Regions from separate parts of the Mus musculus genome. Here region 1 is linked to region 2. The links are chromatin contacts, called in public HiChIP or PLAC-seq maps. All regions are on one chromosome and are shown on one strand. Each heading gives the region's core, a stretch centred on a gene start, on an enhancer-like site or on the middle of the called end of the contact. The rest is flanking DNA. Distances are from core to core; before and after follow the strand shown.

Region 1 (6,297 bases), core at 992-3,491, 530 kb before region 2:
TGGGAGAATCTTGAAAAGACAAAGCCCTGAAAGAGAAAGAAGGCAGGAAGTGGGTCTGACGTGCGCCAACCGAGTTTCGGGTTTTGTTTTGTTTCTTTTTTCTTTTTCGAGGCAGTGCGTACGGGAAATTTTATTTTGCCCTTACGTACACACTCTATCACGTTTCAACCTCAAAACCCCGGATAATAACCCTAACACCTCAGTCCCAAGGCTCAAAGCGGACATGGCCAAGTCAGCTCCACCTGTACAATACATGCGTGGAACCCATGTATTCCACATCGTCTCTCAGAGCGTGATTTGTCACTGCACGTCGAGGCACCAGGAGAAAGCTATCACGAATTAACTTTTCAGCACACTAACTGTTAATCAGAGAATTTGTTACAGGTCAATGAAACTAATTGACAACGACCCAAACTCAGGACTAAGGTTTTCATACTATAGTGATAGACACTGGGATTTAATTACACTCTCCTTTACATGTGCTATTATGAAACCAAAGAGTCTTAATTTCGTTAATTAAATTACACTTCATAGATCTGGTGATGATTTGAGTAAATCCAGAACTGCGCCCTTTAAACAGCTGCACTGTTAGCTTCTGGCCAGGAGGTGGCGCTGTGCTTTTCATTTAAGCCCATCGTGACGTTTCAAGCTGGTTGGTTTACCCCATAAACTCTTAAGTACATAGGTGGTACATTGTGAACTTCATCACACGACTGTCCATTGACATTACCCTACATTAAAACGTTAGAAAAAGTGAGTTATAGTAATGGGGTCATATACATTCATAAAAGGGATCTAATGAACACAACATGGTACTCGATGGTTGGGCACCAAAATAGAAACTTAAAAAGACACCACTGCTTAAAACCACAACGCTCACAAAACCAAAACTGCGTCGAAAGAATTATGTTTTGACTGGATCCAGAGTTCTTGACTGACAGCCTTCCTTTTCAATGCTGGGGGGAAAAATGTCAGCGCCACCCTTTGCACCGCGGTGGCTAATGAGAAAAAGCTCTTGCTGGTCCCCTATGGGTGATCCTAGGAGCTTTCTTGCAATGCACACAATTGGTGTTTCTAGTTTGCTGGCGGCCTTTGTAGCTGTTTGGTATGTGAGAAAAACACTAAGCTCGGGGAATTCACACTGTATTCCTCATATCCCAAGGTCCCCGGACAGTCTGTCTGCTTTTGTTTGTTTGGTTTGTTTTTTTGGTTTTTTGTTGTTGTTGTTGTTTGTTTTGTTTTTTTGAGACAGGGTTTCTCTGAATAGGCCTGGCTGTGTAGACCAGGCTGGCCTTGAACTCAGAAATCTGCCTGCCTCTGCCTCCCAAGTGCTGGGATTAAAGGCGTGTGCCACCACTGCCCAGCTACAGTCTTTCTTCTTTTCTCTACTTTACTAGCAGCTTTTTTCCTCCCACTCATCCTTGTCCCCCTCTTCTTCCTCTTCTTCCTCCTGCTCCTCCTCCTTCTTTTGAGACAGGGTCTCATTATGTAGCCGAGGCTATTCTGGAACTCCTTCTGTAGACCAGGTTGGCCTCCAACTAAGTGATCTGCCTGCCTCTGCCTCCCGAGTACTGGAACTAAAGGTGTAAGCCATTGCACCAGGCGTTTAGAATTGTCTTTTAGAATGATCTGTACACGACGTCCTTTCAGTTGTAATTAGCAGTGGAAATATGCAAAACTGCACTGGCTTTTAATCATTTTAAAAATATCTTCTGTACTTAATTCTTAATCTCACCCGGAAATTTCTGGTGTGAGATTAAGACCTCCTTGCCCAACATCCCTGTGCCCACAAGGGGGCAGCAAGGGGCAGAAGCTTCTGGGTGAGATTTAGTGCATGGTAATCTATCTTTAACAGATTATTGTTTGGGTCCCTTCTACACGATTCTGTGGAGTCTCGAAGGCTGGCTCTGGGAAATGTTACAGTTTGAATGTGAAACATCTCCTGCAAGCTCGTGTTTCGGGACATTTGGTCTCCATCTGGTGGCGCTGTTTCGGGAGGCTGTGTAATCTGGACGCTGCACCTAGCTGACAGGCGAAAGGTCTTGAGGGTTATCAGCCAGCTGTTCCTGGCTGACGCCATGGAGCACGCATCTGCCCGAGGCTCCCGCTGCCAGGCTGTGAACGCTGCCACAGTGGGCAGTGTCCTCGCGAGAGAAATCCTTCCTTCTCTAAATTGCTTCTGCCGGGTAGCATCACAGCAACTAGGAAGGCGAAAATACAGAAAGACGGAGCCCTTGAGAGCTGCCTTGCTCCTTCTGTACCACAAGGGGGCAGTAAGAAGGCACCATGTGAGGAAACAGGCTCTCACCAGACACTGAATCTTCCAGGACTTCCCCACCTGTGGTTTTCAGCCTGAATGGGTAGAGATCTAGAGATAGTCATCCCCGTCCTTGGTGCAATAGCCCCCAGGCCACCCCTCTCCCAAGTCCTCATAGTTCCCTCTCTGAAGCTCACTTAGTTCCCAGCCCTTTGCTGTACCAACGAGGTAAAGTCTACAGTCAACATCTCCCTAGTCTGCTATTTGTTCTCTTTGCTTCTAGTCCCTATAAGCCGTTCTCTATCGCAAAGGTAAAAGTAAAAATGTTTATTATTAATGTATACGTGAGAGAGAGAGAGAGAGAGAGAGAGAGAGAGAGAGAGAGAGAGAGAGAATGACAGGTGTGGTTATAGGATAACTCCATGGAGTTGGTGCCCCACATCTAGGGACAGAAAGAACTCAGTTTATCTTCATGGCAAGCATCTTTTTACCCACGTCAGCCACCAAACTTCTAAAAGCACAAGTCAGTTCTTGCCACTGCTGGATTAAGAGTTGGAAAGTTAGGTGCGTGTGGTGGCACAGGGCCTTTTTAGTCCCAGCACTCAGGAGGCAGAGGCAGGCAGATCTCTGAGTGCGAGGCTAGCCTGGTCTAGAGGGAGTTCCAGAACAGCCAGGATTACACAGAGAAACCCTTTCAAAAAATACATAGCAAAAAAGAGAAAATAAAAGAATCTGTAAGTGGTATGTCATTGCACTTTTAATAAAATATAACATCTTTTTAAAAAATTTTAAATATTAATTAAAATTTTTGTATATGAGAGTTTTGCCTCTATGTATGTATGTATGTATGTGTATGTATATATGCATGTATGCATGTGTGTATGTGTGTATGTGTGTATGTATGTGTGTATGTATGTATGTGTGTATGCATGTATATATGTGTGTATGCATGCATGTATGTATGTGCGTATGCATGTATATGTATGTGTGTATGTGTGTATATGTATGTGTGTATGCATGCATGTGTGTGTATGTATGTGTGTATGCGTGTATATGTATGTGTGTATGCATGCATGCATGTGTGTGTATGTATGTGTGTATGCGTGTATATGTATGTGTGTATGCATGTATGTATGCATGTGTGTATGCATGTATGTATATATGTGTGTATGCGTGTATATGTATGTGTGTATGCATGTATGTATGTGTGTATGCATGTATGTATATATGTGTGTGTGCGTGTATATGTATGTGTGTATGCATGCATGCATGTGTGTGTATGTATGTGTGTATGCGTGTATATGTATGTGTGTATGCATGTATGTATGCATGTGTGTATGCATGTATGTATATATGTGTGTATGCGTGTATATGTATGTGTGTATGCATGTATGTATGCATGTGTGTATGTATGTATGTATATATGTGTGTATGCGTGTATATGTATGTGTGTATGTATGCATGTATGTGTGCATGCATGCATGCATGTATGTATGTGTATGCATGCATGTATGTGTGTGTATGTATGTGTGTATGTATGTGTGTATGTATGTCTGTGCACCATGTGGCCAGAAGAGGATATGTGCTCCCCTAGAACTGGAGTTATGAATGATCATGAGTCATTCAGTGGGTGCTGGAAACCCAACTTGGGTTTCTCTGCAAGGGTAGTGAGTACTCTTAACTATGCCAGTCCCGAAATAGGCTTCCTATTCACAGTCTACTAAGCCCCTACGTGATCTACCTGCTGTCTGTTTCAGCCACTAATGCTTATCGATTCTTCCCGTGGTCACTGCGTTCCCAGCACCCCTTGCTCCTTTTCCTCTCTGTTAGTGCTGTCTTATGCTGTCTCAGGGCCTTTGCACCCACCTGCTCGGTCTCACCTCCTCTAAGAGAGCCGCTAACTTCTTCTCTTACTCATGAAACTTTTCTTAAACACTGTTTAATTTTATTCGAGCTCTCTGATATCTTCTGGCACTGTACTGGCTGGTTCTGTGTGTCAACTTGACATAGGCTGGAGTTATCACGGAGAAAGGAGCTTCCCTTGAGGAAATGCCTCCATGAGATCCAGCTGTAAGACATTTTCTCAATTAGTGACTAAGGGTGGGAGGAGCCATTATGGGTGGTGCCATCCCTGGGCTGGTAGATTTGGGTTCTATAAGAAAGCAGGTTGAGCAAGCTAGGGGAAGCAAGCCAGTAAGCAGCACCCCTCCATGGCCTCTACATCAGCTCCTGCCTCCAAGTTCCTGCCCTGTGTGAGTTCCTATCCTGACTTCCTTTGGTGATGAATAGCAGCGTGGAAGTGTAAGCTGAATAAACCCTTTCCTCCCAAACTTGCTTCTTGGTCATGATGCTTTGTGCAGGAATAGAAACCCTGACGAAGACAGGCATAGTTACTTATTTGCTAGCGTGTGCCTCCACTCCCTACCCACCCCCTTGAGGTATAAACTTCACAATATCAGAATTGTTGCCTCTTGTTCATTAGGATGCTGGAAGAGGTGAAAGGAATCAACTCCTAGTGAGGTGGTCTGTGGAGGGCAAGGCAGGACTTCACATTGCCATACTGCACGTGGACAGAGCCTGGCTTGTGGATGGCCTTGACACTCTACGGAGGGGAAACTGAGGCCTGGAAGTCATTTGGTGACTGAGGACACATAAATGCCAGACACTGTGCATGGCACCAGGGCCACAAGCATGAACGAAGCAGGACTCTTGCCTTCCTGTGGATAGTGGACTCAGGTCAGCACCTGGGAGCACAAGCCACTGGCCTTGTAGGATGGTTGAATAAACGGTGGGGAGCTGACTGAGGAAGAACACAGCACCCAAGGAGCAGTGTGCTTCCTCGTGGACGGTGGGATGAACATTTTGAAAAGCTTGCCACAGAGGATGGTATGTGAACGAGGCCTTTGAATATGACGAGGACTTTCCCAGGTCTGGAAGGGAAGATAGGAGCTTTACAGGGAGGAGAAAGCGGAGTCCGAGAGACACATTCGGAGTTGTCAGCTATTGTCGAGCGGGCTGGACCATCACGACATATATTCATGTTTGTATAAAAGTGAACTTGGCTAAGGAGCTGGATGAATAGACTTCATTTTCTCAGTGAATGAATTTCTGATCTATCTCCAAGAGTCAGTGAAAGTTTTCTCTGGCTCGTCTAGGCTCTTGCAGGCTCTGTGTGCTTTTTCTTAATTAGCCTCTCCATTGGAAAGAACCGTGATGGACAGACAGCAGTTTGTGGAAGGGGAGACAAGGCAGGGTGAACTCACATACCCGTCTGTGTGCTTGCTCATGGTGCCGAATGTGTGGCTGGCGGCTATTCAGAAAAGCCTGTCACCCAAGGGCATGAATTGGGCATACTATGTTGAGCTAAAACTGGCTTAAGCCTGTTGTCCATTGTCCTTGGAAGCTGGTGTCCTTCTTTGCTGGATTCCCAGCCTGCACAGACCTGGGTCCTTTAGCCACACCAAGCATGGCTCCTGAGAATTTGTTACCTGAAAATGAGAACTGGGTCCATAGGTGTAAGGGTTCTTTTGTGTCTTATGTAGGTTTTGTCCTTTAGCAGTGGGAGAGATCTCTACACTCAGCCAACCAAGGAAGCCGTTGGAAGCTGGGACACCTCCCCGACACATGTACACATGTCACTCCTCACAAAGATAATCCAGTGAGGGAACTGGGGTGCAGAGCTGGAACACCTCTTGCCCTGTGGTGTCTGGACATTTATCTATATTCTGTAGGGTGAGGCCCAGGGCCAGGTCTCCTTTCTCCTTCTTTAACTGAACCAGGCAAGATGCTCTTTGTGGATTAGGTTGCTTTAAGTGACAGCAGGAACCAGACTGGATGAGGCAAGAGCCAGGCTCTCTGAAATTCCCACAGAGGAAAAACCTACTCGTAAAAACAAACCCTAGAAAGGTGGGCTTCTTTTGAGCGACAACTGTGGAGTATGCCACCTTGGATGAAAGTGAGAGCTATCAAACGTGGTCCTGCTCCAGTCCGGGGTCCATGTACCGACTGAAGAATGAGCTTTCTCTCATCTTCCCTCCTTC
Region 2 (6,707 bases), core at 2,289-4,788:
TAATGGATAAAGCAGACAGCAGACAGACATAGCAGGGTGATAAAGGCATTGAAATGGAAATCTCAGGAAAGAGCCAAGCACAAATTCCACAAGATGGGAAAAGGAGGTGGTGGTGGAGAAGGAAGAGGAGGAGGAGGAAGAGGAGGAGGAGGAGCAGAACAAGAAGAAGGGCAAGAAGAACTAAAAGAAGAAGAGGAGGAAGAGAAAAACAACAACAATAAAGACTAGAAGAAGAAGAGGAAAAGAGGAAGAAGGAGGAGAAGGAGAATTAGAAGAAGAAGGAAGAAGATGACAATCACTGTGACAGAAATAAACAGTACTATGAGGAGCCTGTCAGCCATACTGGACAGAGCCAAGCACAGCCTCTGAATTTGAGGATCTGTCAACAGAAACACCAAGACAACACAAAGACAACAGACACCAAAGAAATTAATAGACTATCTAAGAGATGCGGGGAAACAATGAACGGTGCGATCTACACACAACTGCAGCACCAAAGAGAAGGAGGCGACGGACTAATATAACATTGGAAGCAACGACGGCTGAGATTCTACATCAGATACCACAACGTGGTACAGTCTTAACTCGCAAACGGACTTGCTGACCTGAAAATGTGCATGTATATGTACCGTGTCAGACTCAAGGACGTAAACCGTGTAAACGTGGGGAAAATAAAGTAGAATGGATCCCAACCCCCACCCTAACCAAAGCAAGCCACAGAGACGCGCCATCTGTATTCAAATGACGGGGGGAAAATGAAGATAAAAGAAAAATTATTATTGAAAGAAGAAAACATCCACACATCACCTATAAATAAGCCGAGGCAGGAGCCGAGGCAGGAATCTATCGGCGTCTCTGTGCGCGGGAAATGGAGTGACGTATTCAGGAAATGACGTATTCAGGGTTGTGAGCGACACCCAGCACTGACCTAGAATTCTGCATCTTTCAAAAGCATCTCCTGAGAACGCAGTAAGGCAGGAAGGCCTCATCAGCAAACAAGAGCTGACGATGTCTCTGCCTGCAGATCTGGCAAACGTTACCTGAAAGTCTTTGGGAGCTGGGGACATCATTCAGCTGTAATGTGCTTGCTTCCCAGTCAGGAAGTCGCAGGTTCAACTCCCCACAGGGCATAAACTGGGCGTGACAGCCCCTGTCTATAATAACTACCAGCACTTGGGAGGTAAAGGCAGGAGGGTCGGAAGCTCAAGGTCACCCTCGGCTACACAGCAAGTTGGAGGCTAGCCTGGGCTACACAAGACCCCATCTCCTGTGCTGGGTCCTCTATTCTATTAGGATATTCTATTAGGATAGAAGAAAAAGAAATTATATAGTTTAGAAATGTATAGATACATAAAGGAAGAGCACGAAGGAGGATTAAGTGAAGGCTTAATTTTATATTTTTATTAAGTGGAAGTTAATTTTATATTTTATAAATATAAATATACATTTATTATATATATATAAATATAATTACATATACATAGATTTTATATTTATAAAAATTTAAAAAATTTCTTGGGTTTGCTCATAACTTTTTTTTTAATTTTACCTTTTCCAAAACTATTTTGCTATTTTTAATTGGTTATAACAGATAGCCATTTATAATCATAACAAGTATGTATTTGATTATGTGTATATCATATATATGCTTACAGCTACAGAATGCTTATGTGTAAGTAAAATGAACTGTGCACACGATTTAAGGACAGAGGGGGGAATTAATATTTCACTGTTATAATGTCATTGTGGTGGTCTGAATATGCTTTGTCAATGGGAAGTGGCACTATTAGAAGGTGTGGCCTTGTTAGAGGAAGTGTGGCCTTGTTAGAGGAAGTGTGTCACTGTGGAGGTGGGTCTTTGAGGTCTCAAATATATGCTTAAGTCTGGCTGGTGTGATCTAGAGTCTCCTCCTGGCTGCCTTCTGATCAAGACGTAGAACTCTCTGCTCCACCAGCACCATGCCTACCTGGATGCTACTGTGCTCCCTGCATTGATGATAATGGACTGAATCTCAGAACCTGTAAGTCAGCCCCAATGAAATGTCCTTATAAGAATTGCCTTGGTCACGGTGTCTCTTCACAGCAACAGATACCCTAACCGAGATAGTCATCAAATATCATGACTTGGTACAGTCTCACTTGAAAATGGACTTATGGCTTGATCCTTGTGTGTTCCAGTGCACACATTTAAAAGGTGTAGGGATGGGGTGTGTGTAAAATGATATGCTAAGAAAAGAAAGAAAATACATGTATATAAAATGCTCAGTTAAAACACAACACCAGGAATGTGCACTGGGAATTCCAGCCCTCGGGGGGATTGCAACAGGTTCTGGCTAGTACCATCTATCTTGCAAGTTCTCTGTGGCTTTGAGCTCTGTTTAAAAATAAAAGGCAACAATGACAATAAAAAAGCATTTTAAATTCACAATAAATGAAGTCAAGTAAAAGCTAAAATAAAATAGGAACAAAGTACGCAGAAACCAATAATGAACTCAGTAAATACTGAGTGACTCGTGTGTCAGTGTTCTGAATATACCTACTAAAATGCTGGCCCGTGGAGGAGAAAAGATCCCATGACCTTGTGAGCAAGTGGGGGTGGGGTGGGTGTGGGGAGGGGGTGTGGGAGAAGTCAGAGTGGAGCAAAGTGGGGTGGACTTGAGCAAAGTCACATTGTATGCACGTACAAGAGTCTTGAACACAAAAGGGCCATGTGTCAGATTTGGTGGAACCTTTGTTATGGGAGGAGCTGGGGGAAGGGAGTGGATATGTTAAAGACACTGTAAGAAATTCTCAGAGAATAAGAAACATCGTTTAAAATTAAAAACAAACACCGCTGCTAACATCCTGATCAACAGTGAAAAACTAGAAGCTTTCCACATGGATCAGGAGCAAGGAAAGGACTTCTTAAATAACACTCCTTCTCAGCATCTTACGGGAGTTTTAGTTAACTCGCTGGGACAGCAAATCAGTCAAAGGCTAAGGTACTGAGAAGGACAAAAGTCCATTCACAGACGACACAGCATCCACATAGAAAAGTCAAGGCATGGGGTATTGTAACTCAGCGAAAGAAACTCGTCTTTACACAGAAGACCGTGGGCTCAATCCCAACACAAACAAACAAACAAACAAAACCAACCAACCAACAAAACGTCAGGCAGGAGGAAGGAGGAGACAGGAAAAAAGGAGGGGAGGAGAAGGAAAAGAGAAAGAAAAGGAGAAGAGAATTCCAGGAGGGACTTTCCTATTTAATTTGAGGAATGTTAATAACCCTAGTATCTCCATTATTGATAATGAGATCCTGTTAGTCAATCAGGCATCTTCTAAATTCAGCGCTTCCTAATCGATACCAGCTAAATGAGCAAGGCAAGTCAATGACTGACGCTGCTGTTTCACGGCAGTCAGAATCTGCTGAGTAACTTATTCTACCTAATAACTGCAGCTCATGGTAACTGAGAACTTGGGAAGTGCCAAGAATAGGGCTAGTATTTGCGGTGGTTTGGATAAGAATGGCTCATATACTTGCATGCTTAGTCACCAGGGAGTGGCACTCTTCCATAGGATTAGAAGGTATGGCTTTGTTGGAGGAAGTGTGGTATTGTGGGTGTGCCTTGGGGTTTCAAAAACCATGCCAGGTTCTGTCTCTCTCTCTCTCTCTCTCTCCCTGCTTCCCTCTGTGTGAGTGTGTGCTTGTGAAACAGAGTGTGACTCTCGGCTACTGCTTCAGCTCCATGTGTGCCACAATGCTTCCTGCCATGATGATAATGAACTAATCTCTCTGAAACTGTAAGCCAGACCCCAATTCAATACTTCCTTTTGTAAGAGTTGCCTTGGTCATGGTGTCTCTTCCCAGCAAAAGAACATTGACTAAGACAGTCTCATCAGTAGTACTAGCAAGTGCAGCTTATCTGTTGAGGAAACAGAGATTACTAGGGGTGAAATAAACAATAGAAAGACACAGGTCCAACACTGGTGGGACAGGATGTAGAGGAATTTTAATCCAGGAACATGGCTGCTCTAATCACATCCAAAGACCTAGGTCTGTGTGATCTATTGGAATTTAATGTCACATGCCTTTCATCCCCCTGGCTGGAATATAGACATGCCTTTACTACACACCATTAAGGTAAGGTTAGTTTATAGAAGGAAGCAGCCATGTTTGAAAGTGATTTCTAATCGAGGGGCAGACAAAGTGATGGATCAGAGAAGGACTTGGCAGAGTCAGAGAAGGGATATGCCCATTTCTCGTGAGAACAGACAGGAAAGAGCTAGCTCAAGAGGGGAGCATGGAAAAGAGGGGGAGAGAGGCAGTTTTTACGGGGACAGTTTTACAGAGACAGGTTCCAGATGAAGACAGAAGGAGCCAGAGAAGGATCCAGAAGATTAGAACAGATTGCCAGAGTTAGTTTGAGGCCAAGCAGAGCAATTTAGTGAGAAGCCAAGAGAAGCCAGATTGAATCAGTCATCTTGGAGGGGAGTTTGAGCCAGAGCAGTTGAGTTGAACCAGCCAGCCAGAGTTCAGAAAGGGCAAGCTTACTCATCAGCCAGCCTCTAAGATGACAATCACACCAGGGATGTACAAGTGACTGTTACAGCAGGGATTTGAGTTCTGGCACGTGATGCCTGGATCCGTTTGTAAGCCTGTCTTCACACAGCTTCAACACAGTAGTAGGAGCCCAGCAACCTCTGCATCACATAGGTAAAGCTTTCTATTCCAGTGACCATCGAATGGTCCTGTGAAAGAGATGCCCGTTCAGCTCCTATAACCTTCTGTTCAAGAATGACTCGCACTTTGCATACTCGGATTACCTAGAAAAATCCAGAACGTTAGAGAAAAGTGATGAACTAATCTGCCTAAGTTGATTTGAAAATGAGGGTAAAGAATGTGATTTTTTTCATGCTTTACATTTATATTTAAATCTGTGGCCAACTTTGAGTCTCTTTCTTTTTTCCTCTACTTCTCTTTCCTCATATTCCTGCCTCCTCTTTTGAGATAAGGTCTCCTTCTATAGCCAAGGCTGGCCAAGACCTCATTATGTTGCCAACATTGGCCTTGAAATCATGGTCATCCCCCTGCCTCAGTCTCCCAAGTTCTAAGATTAGAGTCATTAACTAGCACAGGGGAGTTCTTTATTTTGGAAGAAGACACAATCCCACACAGTTCTTAGAAATACGTATATTGTTTGCAGATGTGTAACCCATCACAGGATGGTCCAGTGGTCAAGGAAGAAGACGACTGTCTAACTAGAGCCATTACTGGAGTTGTTGGGAGAACTCACTGTTGGGATAATATTGTGCACCGTGTAAACACCGTCTTTGTATTATTCAAATGCTGATCTCTCTGTTGGCAGAGGGCCAAGTACAAGCTGACTTTGGTGTCGTTATTAATATGGCTGCATCATATTTTGTAAACCCACCCTCTCTCACCTTCTGACTGGTTTATCAAAAAGCTGACGGCCTGTAACAAAAACAGGAAATAGAAGGTGGGACTTCCTGGAAGAGAGGGGAACTCTGGGAGAGAGTCAGGCCCGGGAGGATTCATCAAGAAGATGGAGAAGAAGCTGCAGGCCTGGAAGGAAGGAGAGGTAGCTAACCAGTTACATGGTGAGACTTAGATTAGCATAAACGGAATAGTTGAGCTCCGAGCCAGCTGGAAACAAACCTAACTTCAGGCCTAGGCATTCATAAATAAATATATGTCTCTGTGTCATTATTTGGAAGCTGGCAGTCCCAAAGCAAGTCCTGTTACAAGTGCTGTTGGAGATAGTGTGTGTGTGTGTGTGTGTGTGTGTGTGTGTGTGTGTGTGTGACTATGTATATCAAACTTCCTGAATTTTTTAGTCTTACCCTCCCAGACCTGCCCAAACCTCCTTTGAGTTGATAAGGACAAATATTGTCCGATGCTGATGTTATTTTGAGTTTTATAGAAAGTCCTGCCTAACAATTTGAACTAGGCTGTGCGTGTTTCCATTTGGTTGCTAGGCTGCATTCTGGGTCACTTCCCAGCAGCCTAGGTGACAGCTCTTCATGGGACACCTGAATAGCTGTAAGGTGATGAACTGTGAGATATCACATGATACACAGCCTTTAAAATAGGCAGTGTGACATAATGCACCCGCTGTGACCCAGGTTGTGGTGGAAAGTATCTGGAAGAGGAAAAATGAGATTCCGATGGCTGAAAGATAGCCAGTTTAGAATCTAGGCAGGGGTAGGGAAGACGAAGGCCAAGGAAGCTTTCTACACTCCCACCCGTCCCCCAGGGACAGTTCTGAAGCCCTACACTGTCCTGTAATGTGCCACAGACAGAAGCAATACAAGAGAAATGGAACTAGGGCTTGCTAAAGACATCAGAGCCCCAGGAAATCTCCTGGCCGAGAAGTTGGACAGATCTCTTGACACTTATTCTTTGTTTCCAGAATCTTCCACGTCTATCTCAAAAGTTTCATTGATCACCTTGCCCTTCTTTTCCAGATAATAGTACAGGCTTTCCCCGCCCGAGATCAGGCCAGCAATTTGGCTGCCCCGCGTCTTTCCAAATTGACTGCGTGGGAAACGCAATTTACTTCCTCCTCCAACAGTAGGTGGCAGCACTAACCTTGTTCATTAGGTTCCCGCATCTGTAAAAGCAAGCCGAATTTGCTCAGTGGCAACAGTTTAAGGTCAGGCCTTATTTAAAATGTAAAGAAGATAGGCAAGTAGGCAAGTAACTTA

The links. HiChIP or PLAC-seq counts read pairs in DNA pulled down with a chosen protein or histone mark.
Region 1: a CTCF HiChIP or PLAC-seq map of the NIH/3T3 cell line shows a contact between it and region 2, with 5 read pairs. The contact joins two enhancer-like sites. A contact is called at or near these places in 1 of 15 datasets of contacts at CTCF or cohesin (the NIH/3T3 cell line), 2 of 484 Hi-C or Micro-C datasets (embryonic fibroblasts and embryonic stem cells) and 3 of 115 datasets of contacts at active chromatin or transcription factors (T-cell acute lymphoblastic leukemia, embryonic basal ganglia and embryonic stem cells).

Annotation. Positions count from the first base shown.
Region 1 is chr15:97,659,820-97,666,116 of GRCm38.p6, reverse strand. No RefSeq gene overlaps it. Among named protein-coding and RNA genes, the nearest start is that of Gm41394, 43 kb to the right of the region's middle. Within about 2 kb of position 2,241, at least 173 of the 459 cell types and tissues checked have an H3K27ac peak or open chromatin away from gene starts, as enhancers often do. A contact at or near this core is called in the NIH/3T3 cell line, where this site is marked.
Region 2 is chr15:97,135,347-97,142,053 of GRCm38.p6, reverse strand. No RefSeq gene overlaps it. Among named protein-coding and RNA genes, the nearest start is that of Gm33149, 24 kb to the left of the region's middle. Within about 2 kb of position 3,538, at least 11 of the 459 cell types and tissues checked have an H3K27ac peak or open chromatin away from gene starts, as enhancers often do. A contact at or near this core is called in the NIH/3T3 cell line, where this site is marked.